Regions from separate parts of the Hordeum vulgare genome. Here region 1 is linked to region 2. A link is a contact called in public Hi-C data. All regions are on one chromosome and are shown on one strand. Each heading gives the region's core, a stretch centred on a gene start, on an enhancer-like site or on the middle of the called end of the contact. The rest is flanking DNA. Distances are from core to core; before and after follow the strand shown. Region 1 has its middle 54 kb from the start of LOC123401101. Region 2 has its middle 9.2 kb from the start of LOC123401881.

The links. A called contact is a pair of places that touch in the nucleus more often than the background predicts.
Region 1: a Hi-C map of leaf shows a contact between it and region 2, with 7 times the contacts expected there. The contact joins two enhancer-like sites. A contact is called at or near these places in 3 of 6 Hi-C or Micro-C datasets (leaf and seedling).

What each region holds. Positions count from the first base shown.
Region 1 is chr6H:107,326,675-107,331,031 of MorexV3_pseudomolecules_assembly, forward strand. No RefSeq gene overlaps it. Among protein-coding and RNA genes, the nearest start is that of LOC123401101, 54 kb to the left of the region's middle. Within about 2 kb of position 2,152, at least 3 of the 3 cell types and tissues checked have open chromatin away from gene starts, as enhancers often do. A contact at or near this core is called in leaf, where this site is marked.
Region 2 is chr6H:107,204,080-107,208,341 of MorexV3_pseudomolecules_assembly, forward strand. No RefSeq gene overlaps it. Among protein-coding and RNA genes, the nearest start is that of LOC123401881, 9.2 kb to the left of the region's middle. Within about 2 kb of position 2,027, at least 1 of the 3 cell types and tissues checked has open chromatin away from gene starts, as enhancers often do. A contact at or near this core is called in leaf, where this site is marked.

The DNA.
Region 1 (4,357 bases), core at 902-3,401, 120 kb after region 2:
ACTCATGTAATGTGTACCGATAAGATTTGCTTTTTCATTACAATAATGTGTTGATTCCTTGACACAGCACAAGCTTTTTCAAGCTTATTCCAGTAAATACACTTGCATCTTTTATTTATGTGATGTGCCTTGTGAAGTTATGAAACAACGAATGCATGTCCAAGGCTCCAACAAGTCATAAGCACCAAGTGCTATAGATGCAAATGATCCATGCCATCTCTTCTATCTAGAGAGATCATGGTGTGAAGGGACTCAATGTAGGGTACTATACTAAGTGCATGTTGCTAGAATAATATCTTTCTTCTGTTTTCTAATAGAGAAGTAAACGAGTTCTGTCCAACAAAAAAACACATCATAATCAGCTTGTTGAGTCAAAAACATTATTTCCCCACATGCCAACGCCAAATCTATGGAAGTCTAGCATACTCAATTATTGAGATACAAGGAGTATCTAACACAAGAATTTTCTCTTTTTAAATGCACATTCCTAGGAACAACGGGTTGACAAGTGAGACAAACAGAAAACAAAAAGAGAATGAAGAAAGTGAAGAGAGAAGAAGTGTCAAGTGGCGTGCTTTGTGTTCGGACGGGGGAACTCAAAGTGCATTTGTGGTTATTGTTTATGTTCGCAGATTGTTTGACCAAAATGGAAGCAATTGTGAAATAGTCAAGGAGATCATCAAGGAATATATATCTACGAGAATTAGATTTATTTTTTACTTGCATACGATGTCAATAGTTTTACTCGAAACACATTTGAAGTCAAAGTGAGATCTTATTGTTTTGGAGTATTCTATGAATATTTTCCATGCACAAGTGAAATTACATGTGAACAGTTAAAGAAGCTTGAATTACATGAGGTGATTGCATGTATAGGGCAATCATGTGTAAGGCGATGTTTTTGAGATCTTATTCTTGGAGTTACAATGATGGTTTAATCAATGTCCCGGTAGATAAGTTTATTGTACGGGTATTTAACTACTTCTTTAGTAAAAGGGGAAGAATAGTTCTTTCTGTGTTCCCCATTCAACTAGCTTCGTGACATCTAATGCGCAACTGATGTCCTATAAGTAGCCATCAGCTCGAGTTCAACTCCACTAAGCAAACGAGGTGGGACTAATACATGTGCTGAATTTTTCGTCCCGCATGGCGCTTTCAGTTCTAAGCCCACACCATGGTACACATTTAGATGGTGTTTCTTATTTAGCGCTGCATGCGTCCGTTTGTGTGCATTTTTGTAAACTGGCGCCTGCAGCACCTGTGATGGCCCGGCCCATTACACTGTGTCTTTTAATACTCCAAAAATTATAGAGTAGATGGGATTCGAACCAGGGACATCCGGCCACGTACTAAGATGTGGTTGATTAGCTTATTTACATTTTATTACTTATTCTCTTTTCCAATAATTCTGCTCAGTTTATCTTTTCTTTTTTTCTTTTTTTTTTGATTTTATTTTTCTCATTCTTACTTTTTTTGATATATTATGATGAACTTTTTCCAAAGTTTATGAGTTGTTTCAACTTTGATGAACTTTTTTCAAATTTAGTGATTTTTTCAGAAAATAATCGATGAACATTTTTTCAACATCTGTGAACTTTTTTTCAAATACGATGAACTTTTTTCAAAAATGATGAACTTTTATCAAATTTGATTATTTCTTTTGAAATCCATAAACCTGTAGATATTTTTTAAAATTTTGTGAACTTTTATCACGTTGGATGAACTTTTTCCAAAATCAATATTTGTTTTTCAAAATTAATGAATTGTTTTTTAATTTGGTGAACTTTTTTTAACCTTTGACGAAATGTTTCCAAATTTGATAAACTTTTTAAAATTTTGACAAACCTTTTTCAAATATGTTGAACTTTTTTGAACACGGATTAACTTTTTTTTCAAATTTGATGAACATTTTTCAAAATCACTGAAATTTTTATAAAAATTAATGTACCTTTATAAAATGTGATAAACATTCTAGAAATTTGATTACTATTATAGTTAAAATCTGTCAACATTTTTTCAATTTAAAGAACTTAGTTTGCAAAAATCGGTGTACTTTATTTTCCAAAAATCAATGAAATTATTCTGGACCTGCAGGAGTACCGAGCTGTTTGATGGGCTGGCCCAAGGTGGGGCGCTGCAGGCGCCCGGAGGGCAAACGGGCGGCTGCAGCGCCATATAGGAGGTCCCCATTTATATTGCCTGTTTGCCCCAGTTTGGTTTAGTATAGTTCGTTCGACTTCTTGCATATGGGCCGGCCGAATATAGGGAGAACACTGCCTCATTTCCTCCCTTTTCACGTTTTTATTTCATATTTTACACATTCTTTTACTTTTATTTACACTTTCAAATATACCAAACCAACATTTCAGAAACTATACTTTATATAATGTTAAAAAAATGTTAATTATGCATTTATAAAATATTAAATATGTATATAAAAAAGTTGACTCTGCATTAAAAAGTGATGAATTATTTTGATCATGTATATATATTAAAAACAAGAATTTGAAAAATGTTGAAGAAGCATTTAAAAATTGTGAACCAAGCATTTGCAAAATGTTAAATATGTATATAAAAAATTATGACCATGCATTAGGAAATAATTATTTTTTAATCATTGTATATAGCAAATGTTAATCAAGTATCTGAAAAATATTGAACAAGATTTCAAAATTGATAAGCAAGCACTTGGGAAATTTAAAATCTGTATAGAAAAAAAAGGTTGCATGCATTAGAAAAATAATGATTCTTTATATCATTGTATATAAAAATGTTAACCGGACATTTGAAACAATATTAAATAAGATTTCAAAAATGATAATCAAGCATTTGGGGAAATTTAAAAGTGTATAAAAAATTGGCCATGCACAATGGTTGGAACATGTAAAAAGACTTATATTTAGGAAAGGGAGAATATAGTTTATATAATATTTTGAAAAATGTTAATTATGCATTTTAAAAAATGTGTAAAACATTGTTGACCGTGTATTAAATTGTTATGAAATTTTTTGGTTATATATATATATATATATATATATAATCAAGAATTTGAAAAACTGTTGAACAAGTATTTCAAAAATGTTAACCAAACAATTAGAAAAATGAAAAATTATGACCATGCATTAAAAAATAATGACTTTCCTATCAAATTAATCAAGCATTTGAAAATATATTAAACAAAATTTCAAAATTAATAATCTAGCACTTGCAAAATTTAAAATGTATATATGAAAAATGTGACCATACTTTTGAAAAATAATGAATTACTTTACCACTCTATAGAAAAAATATGTATAAAGAAATCTTGGCCATGCATTAAAAAATGTTAATCTTGCATTTCTGAAATTTTGATGAAGCATTTAAAAAATGTTAAATATGCATGGAATTTCTATGAAATTTTTTTAATCTTGTATATGAAAATGTTAATCAAGCATTTGTTTTTTTTCAAAGTGTGTATATGAAAAAGGTTGACCATGTATTCAAGAAAATGTTAATCAAGAATTTAAAATAATATTGAACAATATTTAAAAAACGATAATCTAGCACTTGGGAAATTTATATATGTATATAAAAAATGTTGCTCATACATTAGAAATATAATGAATTTTTACCATTGTATAGAAACAAATTTGACCGTGCATTCAAAAACGTTATTCTTGAATTTGAAAAATATTGATAAATCTTTTGACAAATATTAAATGTGCATGGAATTTATATTAAAAAATGTTAATCCTGTATATGAAATTGTTAATCAAGAATTTCAATTTTTTTAAAGTGTGTATATAGAAAATGTTGACCATGTATTCAAGAAATATTAATCTTGTATCTAAAAATGTTAATCAAGCATTTGAAAACATATTGAACACAATTTAACAAATTGATACTAAAGCATTTGGGAAATTTAAAATGTGTATTGAAATAATGTTTACCATGCATTAGAAAAATAGTGATGTTTTTTATTTATGTATTAAAATGTTTATCAAACATTGGAATAAATATTAAACAAGATTTCAAAAAAAGATAATCAAGCATTTTGGAAAATATTAAATATGTACAGAAAAAAATAATCATGAATTAAAAAATTAATCTTGCATTTGAAAAATGTTGATAAAGCATTTGAAAAATGCTAAATGTATATGGAGTTTATATTTAAAAAATGTTATTGTTGTATATGAAAATTTTAATGAAGCATTTCGATTTTTTAAAGTGTGTATATGGAAAAGTTTGATCATGTATTTAATAAATGTTAATCTTTTATGTAAAAATGTTAATCAAGCATTTAAAAATATTTATAGAAAATTGTTTACTGTATGTAAAAGAATTGTATTTAAAAAAAGTAAAACATTAATTAAAAATG
Region 2 (4,262 bases), core at 777-3,276:
TTGATTTGCCGGAACGATGAATGCTTTTACTAGGACGAGCCTTTTTGCTTGATACAACCCAACGAGCTACTAGACAACTTCGTCGGTGATGCGACTGTAGACGACGAACGGCGTTGCTACAAGCTAGATGTGGTGTTGTTGTTCGCAGGAGCTTCAGCCTTTGAAGGCAGGAGCTGCATGCGGTGAACCGGCGAGAGCGTTTGCGAACCGAGGGGCGCTACAACCCGGCACGAGCCATGCTCGGAACCAGGGCACGGACGCTGGTGAGCGGCGACGAAGATGGCGGGCCAACGCGAGCGGAGGCACTTCCATCTTTTTGTGTCTACACGTGCTCTTTTAAATCTGTGTCGCGAGGTTGAACAAGGTGATTTTTTTTAGAAAGAAAACGATTGGGTTAGACTTAGATCCAACGAGTATTTAGAAACTTATCGGGCGGCTAGAACTAGACCGGCCGAACTACTGGGCCAGCCTGTCGACACCTAGCATCACCCTTTATGTTTCTATTTTTATCACTTTCTGCATGTGTAAATGGACCGTCCCAATACGAAGCGAAAAGAGGGAAACCTTGAGTGAAAGATAAGCTTAAAGCGAAAAATAATCACCACATCAGCTAGGTAAAAGCCTATTCTAGCTCAGGAGTTCTCATGTGCCCTGCTGTAGGTGGGGTCCCCAATGTCTCACCTTCAGCGAGAGGGGAGGAACCCTTGGCCGAAGGGGGGGGACACATATTGGCCAGCCCACTAGCACGGGAGACCATAGCCTCCTTTTTTCTATGTGTTTTTGTTTCGGTGTTTTTTTACTTTTGTTTATACTTTTGATATTTTAAATGTATATACTACAAAAAACACTCTATTGAAACATTTGAAAAATGTTAAACAATAATTTAGAAAATGTTGAACAAGTGTGTGAAAACTATTGAATAGGTATTTGAAAAATGTTGAAAAAGTATTATTTTAAAGATTGATTTTGTATATAAAAATGTTAATCAAGAATTTGGAAATGAATGTTGAACAAGTACTTGAAACATATTGAACAAGTATTTTATAAATGTTGAACAAGTATTTGAAAAAATGTAGATCATGTATATAAAAATGTTGAACTAGAATTTTTAGAATTTCGAACAAGTATTTGTAAATGTTGAATAAGTATTGGAAAATGATGAATAATTATTTGAAAATGTTGAACGACTATTTGAAATATGTTAAACATGTTTCTAGAATGTTGAATAAATATTAAAATATTGAATACGTGTTCGGACAATGTTGAACGTGATATAAAAAATGTTGATCACTTATTAAGATTTTTTACGACATATAAGAAAATTTAAAGTGAAAAGAAAAATAAACATAATAAAATATAAAATAAAACAAAAAATGTGGAAGAAAAAAGAAAACCATACAAATAATGGAGAATAAAAAAGAAAACCAAACAAAAAACAAAGAAAATCCTGTGAGAACTAAAAAAGTAATAGAGAAAACTTAAAAAATAGAAACCAATGAAAGGGTGAAAAAAGCATGAAAAAATCTATACCTAATAATAAAGCGGCTATTGCTTCCGTCGGAAAACCCACCACATCATTTTTATAAAAAAGCCTCTGTAATTTTTGTTATTCAACCCACGCTTCAATTTCTCATTATGGTGAAATTAACAATGGACGGGTTGATTTTTCAACAAAATAGGATATGACTAACTACATTAGTTAGTTAGTTTATTATTTTAATAAATTAAAATAATTATAAGAAGATTAAAAGCGTGTGGTATTTTTTTCTTCCGTTGCAACGCACGGGCTATTTTGCTAGTAAAAACAAAACGAAACAAAAAAGTTGGAAAAGAAACGGAGAAGAAACCGTGAAAACTCAGCTCTACTCGACTTAAGTTGGTCCAACCTACAGGACTACTGGTTCATTACCAATGTGATCATAGCCCACTAACTAGGAATCCTTTTTGCCGGCGAGGAGATGATAGTTCGTGGGGAGCTCTTACCTACCATTCATTGCGGCAGACAACGGCTGCAACGCATAGGGACTCGTACCAACTGGGCCGGCCCAGCTTTTTATTTGTTCAAACATATTCAATATATATATATTTTTCTGTTTTTTCTTTTTCTGCTTATTTCCTTTCTTTTCTATTTTTTTGTTCGTTTTTCTTTCGCTTTGCCTTTTCTTTTCATATTTGAACGAAAAGGTTTTTCAGATTTGAAAAACATTTTGTTGAACCAGAAAATTTTCTGAAAATATGAACGAAGTTTGAACCTTTTTTGAAAACCAGAACACTTTTTGAAAACCAGAACATTTTTTAGAAATATGAACAAAGTTAGAACATTTTTTAAATAAGAACAAATTTTAAAAAAAACATTCGATATTTTAAAAACCTTTAAAGCAAAGAAAAAACAGTTCATGGAACTTCCAAAAAGTATTTTATAAAACATTTTATAGACTCCAAATATTTTATAGAATTCATGGACAAATTTAGAAAAACAGGAATAGTTTTTTAAATTGTGAATTTTTTTTCAAACAGTGAACAAAATTTGAAAATTTTGGACAATTTTTGTAAATGTGAACAAAATCCAGAACATTTTTCAAATTTCTGAACATATTTTCAAATGTGAACAATTCTTGAAAATACAGTTTTTCTAAAAAAAATCATGAATGAATTTCAAATTTGTGAACAAAATTATAAAACTGTGAAAATATTTTGAATCTACGAACAAATCTTGAAACTGGAGACATTTTTTGAGTTTCTCTCAAAATTTGAAACATGAATAAATTGCAAACATTCTTCATTAAACCACGAACAAATTTCGAAACAAGGACAAATTTCAATTTCTTGAATAAGATTATACAATTGTTGAAAAAAATTGAAACCACGAACATTTTTCGAATCATGAACAAAATTCAAATTCGTCAAAAAATTAAAATAATTTGAACGTTTTTCGAAAATCAAAGCTTTTTGGAAAAGCAAAGATTTTTTGAATTTTGAATAAATTTTTAAATAGGAACAAATTTCAAATTCGTGAACAGAATTGTTAAAAATGTCAACATTTTTCGGATTCTGAACAACTTTTGAAACCGCGATTGTTTTCAAATTGTGAACAATTTTCAAATTCATGAGTCGACGAGTACGACCATACGAGACATGGATTTTGATTATAGCGATCTTTTTTGGGAAATGAGCCTGGATAGCCGACCGATTCAGTGCTAGACGTCCGTCGCCTCTGTGCAGAACACGTGTTCTTTATGGGCCCACGCACCACACTACATCTTTCTACCTTATATGAGCCGAGTCGCTCGTTGCTTATCCAAAACTAATCCTGTTTTCTCTCCGATCTCTCTCCGTCATCTCCCGTTCCGGTCATGGGGAATCGGCGACATGCTCAAGAAGAGGTTGCTTGCACTACATGAGGTGTCATAGCTCGCCATGCCATCCGGTGTCACCACCACGATCATTGGTCGATGCAGGGCCGTTGGCTGCAGCAGAGCGCCTGAGCTTGGCATGACCCCATTGATCTCCTCCATGAAGTTCCCAGTCATCACCAGCCGCCTCTCGGGATGTAATTGCGATGATCGAGAGAAGGATTCCAGCTAGATCTCGTCGGATCCGAGGAGATGACATGTGGGCAGGAGGCGGGGACGTGCAGGAATGTGAGCGGCTCGTCTCGGCAATGTCCGGCGGGGTTGACGGCAGGCTTCGTAGTTCCGGTGCTTGCCGGCGACGCGGCGCTGTTACTCCTTCACAAGCGATGGTTTTTTCTTGCAACATCCTCCGTGTTGCAAGATAGATTCTGCAACATCACTAATGTTGTCATCCATCGATAACTCTGTTTGAAGAAATAATCTGCAACAATACCTTTTTGAAGAAAAAAATAATCTACAACACAACCCGTGTTGCAAAAAAAATTCTGCAACACAACCTTTGTTGCACAAAAATTCTACAACACAATCTCTATTATAAATGTTTCTGCAACAAAGTCATTGTTGCAGGAATCTGGAGCATAATCTCTACTATTAGTCGTGGTTGCAGGTATTAATGAGGCAAGCGCGCGTGGCACGAGAACGATCCAACGTTGTCCGCGTGTAGATCTAACCACCTCGAGGTGACGGATGTATCGCATACATCGTTCGGTGGACGTGTAGCAGTCTCCATCTTTTTTTCGTCTCGCAACATTTGTAGGGCTCAGATTTTTCGAGTAGCAGCATTGTAACAATTATTTTTCCCTCTAGCAACACAATAGCGAACATTTTTTATAAAAATGCAAACTTTTT